Linked DNA regions of Sus scrofa: region 2 is linked to region 1. The links are chromatin contacts, called in public targeted proximity ligation maps. All regions are on one chromosome and are shown on one strand. The core of a region is the stretch at or near the end of the contact, and the rest is flanking DNA. Distances in the headings are between cores, read along the strand shown.

What was found.
Region 2: a contact with region 1 is called in a targeted proximity ligation map of skeletal muscle. A contact is called at or near these places in 1 of 47 Hi-C or Micro-C datasets (skeletal muscle) and 2 of 2 datasets of targeted methods (alveolar macrophages and skeletal muscle).

Annotation. Positions count from the first base shown.
Region 1 is chr5:92,715,985-92,719,257 of Sscrofa11.1, reverse strand. No RefSeq gene overlaps it. Among named protein-coding and RNA genes, the nearest start is that of ATP2B1, 220 kb to the left of the region's middle.
Region 2 is chr5:92,912,666-92,915,938 of Sscrofa11.1, reverse strand. No RefSeq gene overlaps it. Among named protein-coding and RNA genes, the nearest start is that of ATP2B1, 22 kb to the left of the region's middle.

The sequences.
Region 1 (3,273 bases), core at 393-2,892:
TAAGTACTCAAATAAATAAAATCTTGAGTAGTTGCTATTTACCAATAGGCACAACTCTTACTGACATTATCAGCCAAGTATTGGCCTTGATTAAATGAATGAAAAATAATTCAAGGAAGGACAAATTGAGTGAAAGGGGATGAGAATGGTGTTTACTGAGTGACACTGCTGGGGAAACTGTAATCCATGTAGCAGATATTGCTCAGAGCTTACTCTGATAATGGGCACTTGGCAGATTCTAAACAAGGTCCCTGCCATCATGTTTGCAGTGATCATTAAGATTTGTACCAAGTCACTTCACAGCTCATGAAGAGTTCTAAAACCTTTACTACTCTTGATTACATCAGCCCTTGAAAAACCTGTGTGAGAGATGCAATTATTCCCCCACCTTTTTTTCTTGCTTTTTGGGGCTGCACCTGCAGCATATGAAAGTTTCCAGGCTAGGGGTGGAATCAGAGCTGCACCTGCCGGCCTACGCCACAGCCACACCAACGCAGGATCCAAGCAACATCTGTGACCTACACCACAGCTCATGGCAATGCCAGATCTTTAATCCACTGAGCAAGGCCAGGGATCGAACCCACATCCTCATGAATACTAGATGGGTCCTTAACCCACTGAGCCACAAAGGGAACTCCCTATTCCCATTTTCTAGATCAGGAGTTGAGGCTCAGAGAACTTGAGTGACTCTTCTAACATCACACAAGTAGACTGTAGAAGAGTCAGATTTCATGCTTTCCAGACCAGGCTACTTTATGTCATAATAATAATAGTTGAGCACTCACTGTATGCCAGGCTTTATTCTAAGGGCTTCACAGAAATTAGCTCATTCAACACTTACAACAGACCCCTGCAGGATATGTCCTAGATTGCTTCTGTGAAATACCAGACTGTCTGTTAAGGTAAAGTCATGTCATTTGACACATACTGGTAGACTTGTCTTAGCCTGATTTTGCCTCTGTGAGGGCATTCAATTCTATGATTAGTGAGTCTGCACACTTGAGATGAGGAAGCAGGAAATTCTCTCCAAGCTAGTGTGATAGTAACCGTTGGAGAAAATGTTCCTTCCTGTTAAGGGAGAAGAAAGATTAGCACATTGGAATCCTCTTCTGGAAACCATAGCTCTGTGTTTCTTCCGTGGCAGTAGTAACCTGTCTGGATTCCTACAGAAAGAATCTCATGACTAAGTCTGCCTCTTTAGTCTGCCTCTTTCACAATCGAGATGTGAGAAAGTTGAGATGACTCCCTCCCCTGATATATAAGCCTGGGTCAAGGCTGGAACATAAATAGCAGAAAATGGAATGAGAGAGTCATAGCACCCAGCTGGAAACCAGAAACCTGGCACCCTTTGACCTTGTTATTAGTAAATATTCTTTTTTAGAAACAGAAGGATTATTCAAGGGGAACAGCGAGAACTGATTATTGATAACAATTCAACAGTCATAGGAGAATAAAAGTTAAAAAATAAGCTCTAGGGCATTTATCTGAGGTCTTTGTGGGGCGAAGGTTACAGGCTGTATAAAATAGCAATGATTTTCTAAAGGCATTTAATAGGAAAGAGAAACTATTGAGATATTTGATCTCTTCCTCTAACTCCCCAACCTTGTAACCCTAGGACTTCAGCCATGGAATCACACACATCAAAAGGGGTGGTTCAGGCTGGTCGGATGGTTCACACCATTTTCTGCCAATGAAGAACTGTATACTAATACACCCAGCAAAATGCCATGCCCAGAGTTTAGAGAATCAAAACTTTGTTTTTTTTCTAAGGAAACATTCTATTCTCCTTCCTAGAGTCTCTGTGTGTGCATGCGTGCATGTGCACATCTGTGCTCTTTGATGGTTAAGGAGGGGGGGTTGGACTGGGTATGGAAAAGGCTAATTCTCCACATGAAGAGTAAATTTTTATTTTTTGATTCTATCATTTATTTAGTTTCTCCATGGATACAATTTTCCTTCTCAATTTTCTTGAGAAATCAAAGCAATGAATTAATCACATTTTTTTGGTCTTTTTAGGGCCGCACCTGTGGTATATGGAAGTTCCCAGACTAGGGGTCAAATTGGAGCTGTAGCCTTGGACCTACACCACAGCCACAGCAACGCCAGATCCGAGCAGCATCTGCGACCTACACCACAGCTCACGGCAACATTGGATCCTTAACCCTCTGAGCAAGTCCAGGGATCAAACCCGTGTCCTCATGGATACTAGTCAGGTTTGTTACTACTGAGCCATGATGGGAACTAAATATGAACAATAAATGTTCATATTTATTGACATTGGAAAAGAGCAGGATGAAAAACAGAAACCGCTTTCCTCACTAAATAGAAAGCTTAAAAAAAAAAAAAGTTTTGAAAAAACACATCCAGTAAGTAAGCTGTTAACAGCTGGTAGGACATTGAGATATTTGTTTTTTAAATTAAGATAGCTAATGCAGACATTCAACAATTAATAGAGATAACCATGAAGCCAAAATGGCATTGGGTAATCAAAGTGGATTTTAGTTAAAAAACAGGAAAATGAAAAACTCCGGACACTCTAAAAATGTATTTCATGTGAAGGAAGAAAACACTGAACAAACTAATCGAGTAAAAGAACGTACGAATGCACTTCAGTTTCCAGTAATAAACTGTTGAAATACAGTCATCTTCCTGGCCTCTGCGTATGCTAAAGATTCACCAGACTTTTCTCTCCTTAACCATAGTTAGTAGGAGGATGCTGCTTTTGACACCTCTTCCATTCTCCCCCAGTATGTGGCATTAGCGAGGTTTGAATTCAGCTCCAAAGAGGACAATGGTTTGCTGAATTCCATGCCATTTTCTAGTGACTGCTTTGAGAGCCCAGAGCTAAGCCAGTCTTCCCATAACTTTGAATAATCAGATTGAAGGAGGACTTTCATTCCATGACTGGAAAAGGGGCACATTTAATTTCCCTCTCCATGTGGAAAAGGGAGAATGTAGCCTTGTGTATCACGGGCCACTGCCTTGCAGTCAGGGGGCTGGGGAAAGAATCTAGGTCCTTGGCGACATCGCGGACTTGTCTGATTAACCTACGGTGATGTCCACTCTTCACCGGACATCCATTTACTTGAACCAGTAAGCGTCCTTACCGGCTTTCAGGCACTTGTTTCCAAAAATGTTTTGACATATATAAATAGTACAAGTCTTTCCTCTCATTAGTGAACCTAGAGGATATAAAGAGAAACTTAAAATTGAGGCAGCATTTACACTGCTTTTTGTGAAAAAAACAGATAGATAAGTACAAGTGAAAATTTT
Region 2 (3,273 bases), core at 454-2,953, 200 kb before region 1:
AAAATCTTCCTGGGGCAATAGCGTTTAATATGAGACCTGAAAGAGGAGTTAGAGTCAGCCAGAATGAGAAATGGGAAGTTGGGGCCAGAAGGGAGAGTATTCCACTACGAGAAGACAGAATACGCCAACACCTGAGGTCACAAAGAAAGTTGCTATGATTGCCTCAGACCAGGGTTTGACAAACTACGATCCTGGGCTAAGTCCAGACCAATACTGGATTTTTGCAAATAAAATTTTATTGGAACAAAGCTGCATTGAATCATATATATTGTCTATGGCTGTTTTGCACCACAAAGCAAAGCCGATTGGTTGTGACCGAGATTGTAATCTGCAAAGTCTAAAATATTTATCACCTGGATTTTTATGAAAGAAAGTTTGCCTTCCTCTGGTTTAGACTATGATTCATCCTCTATAGTTGGCCATAAACCAGGATTCTTGAAACAAAAAGAAGAAAGAATGGCTCTTAGAAAGACAACCAAATGGGACACCCACCCCATCATTCATTGATGTGCTAAGTTAATGCAAATTTCAACAAGTGGGACCAAGCAGACACACCGTCTGAAAACACTGAAAACATTTTTTCCCTATTGTCAGTTGGGTCCTTTGCCTTTTGTTTCTGTTGACATCCCCACCGATGTTAATAACATTCCTCATCTCTAACCTCCTCTTTTAAGACTTTCTTTCAGCCTTTAGAAATTCAGATGGATTCTTCAGCATCAAAGGCCCTGGAGGGAGTGTGGTGTGGAATGCAATTATTGAGTAAAACTGAATTTCGGCTTTTTTCATCCTGCATCGCATGATAAGGTACTCGCCTGCATCAAGTTGCTCTGGTGTCTGATTTCCTTCACTGGAAGGAGACCGCGGGCCTGGCTGGTGTTCTCCCTCCTACCCCAGTATAACAGGCTGCTCCTTGCAGAGCGAAGGGAGAAACACTAGGAAAAAAGTACCCAGAGCCATGGCTCAGTAAGTAATTAGAAGATGTGCCACCAAATGCCAGGTAAGAAGATGTGGCAATTTTTCAGAAAGTTTGAAGCCAATGAGAAGAGGTGCTGGATGAGTTTCCTGATGTGTGTTTTCATGTCGTGCGGGTTCTAAATCTTTGTATGCTGCTCCTGAATTTGGGCTGAGGCCAGCCGATGGAGCTTATGAGAGTCAAAACATTTTTCTATCACCAGAGAGCCTCCGACTCTTTTCCCCCCCAAGTCCTACAGCTTCTCATCTAGGTGTCCAAAGAGAAGCTTTTAAAAATAGAGGCCCTGAATGAGAAACGTGGTTCTGGGATGTGGACGAGACCATGCCACTTGGTTGCACAGCCCTCGGAAGTCAGTTTCAACTTCTCAGATCTAGTTGTATGGAGAGGTTTAACCCTCGGTTGAATGAAAAGATTCATCCCATGTAAAAGTATGGCAAACGAGCTCTCTCTGAGTTAGGACACACAGACCTCCCATGACCCACTTTGTGGCTGAAACTTCAATTCAAAGAACAGACCATTCAACTGAGTTGATCTAACTGTGCTTCCTCTTTTCTTGGAACAACAGCCCTGCAGGGCAGGAGAGATAAATGAGGGCCTCCAGGTTTCCACCTATTTAAGCCCCTGGACCTCTCAGCCTCCCCATATCTCCTTGCTCCTGTCCTCTCCACAGTGGCCAGGAAGCATCTGTCCATGCTGCCAGCTCTCATTCTCCAGCCTGCTGCTGGCTCTGGTCCATCCACCTGTCCTGTCACTGCAGCTGTCACCCCTTCCTTGTCTCAGAGGTCTGGAGGGGATCCCTTTTCACCACTGCGCGCAGCTCCCTTCTACGATCCCAATGTTAGCCTGACTCTAATTCACAGGCACTTCTGCCAAAGACTCTGGAGCATTTCCTAGGGTCTAAGAGGAAATAAATGTGAGTGACAAAATCATGTGTCTTCCCCCCAGATTTTCTTCCTCGCTGCTATGAATGGTTATTACAGGATGGAGTCTAAACATCTTGATCTTTTCCCTACTTTCGGTGGGGTGGTCCCTCTTCCCGTTTCTTTTTGGGCAAGAGAGTGGTCATTATGGTTTTCTACTTTTTCCATTTTGATTTTTTTTTTTTCTCCAGAGGACCAGTAGATTCTTGAGCCGTTAGAATTCCTGGAAGCCTGTTTTTGTTGTTGTTGTTTGATTTTTGTTTTTAATCCCCAGTTCCCCATGGAGATATACTGGCTCAGTTCTTCCTTACTTTCCATCTTTTCTCAGCTGCTGCCTCCCAAAGCACTGGCACCTAAATAAGGCCATCAACGAGGACCTGCTGTACGGTACGGAGAAATTTACCCCATATTCTGTGACAATTTATATGGAAAAAGAATCTGAAAGAGAATGGATGTGTGCGCATGTATAACTGACTCGCTTTGCTGTACAGCAGGAATGATCACAACTTTGTAAATCAGCTCGACTTCAATAAAACTTAAAAACAAACAAACAGAAAAGAAAGTAAGGCCGTCAACATATCATGGGAAACCATGGTTTTGACAGTATTAAGAATACGGTTCTGTGTGTTTCCCAGCTGGTGGCCTGTCTCCTTCTTATCGAGAACATCTCGTCTTGAACACACTCGAGCAGATGTGGCGCTAGGCAGGAGGTGCGAAAAAGGGTAGCTGGGTTTTGAGGTAGTGGGAGCCCCAACACTCATGACTCTGGTATTAAGTCATTTATTCGCTCATTAGACTTTTAGTAAACATTTGCTATGTCTAAGAGAAAAATGTTAATGACACTGGCGAATTATAAAGATGCAAGAGGCACAGCGCAAACAGTTAGTGTACAGAGCAGAGCATAATTTGGACAGAACTGAGGGAACGTGAAATAGAGCCTACTTGAATTATAAATTTGGCAATATTCCCTGTAGAGATGGCATCTGAAGTTTTGCGAAAGGCATTTATTTATAAAGTCAGCAAAAATGTATTAAGTACCATGTGGTAGGCTCTTGCAGAACATGAGTTAACAGAAATGGGGAGTTATTGTTTAATGGGCATAGAGTTTCAGTTTTGCAAGAGGTAATGTGCTATGGAGGAGTTCCCATTGTGGCTCAGCAGGTTAAGAACCAGACTAGTATCCATGAGGATGCAGGTTTGATCCCTGGCCTCTCTCAGGGTGTTAAGGATCCACTGTTGCCACAAGCCGTGGAATAGATCACAGATGCAGCTCAGATCTGGCATTGCTGTGGCCAGCAGCTGCAGCAGCTCTGATTCGACCCCTCGCCTGGGAACCTCCATATGCCACAGGTGCAGCCCTAAAAAAAAAAAAAAAAAGTT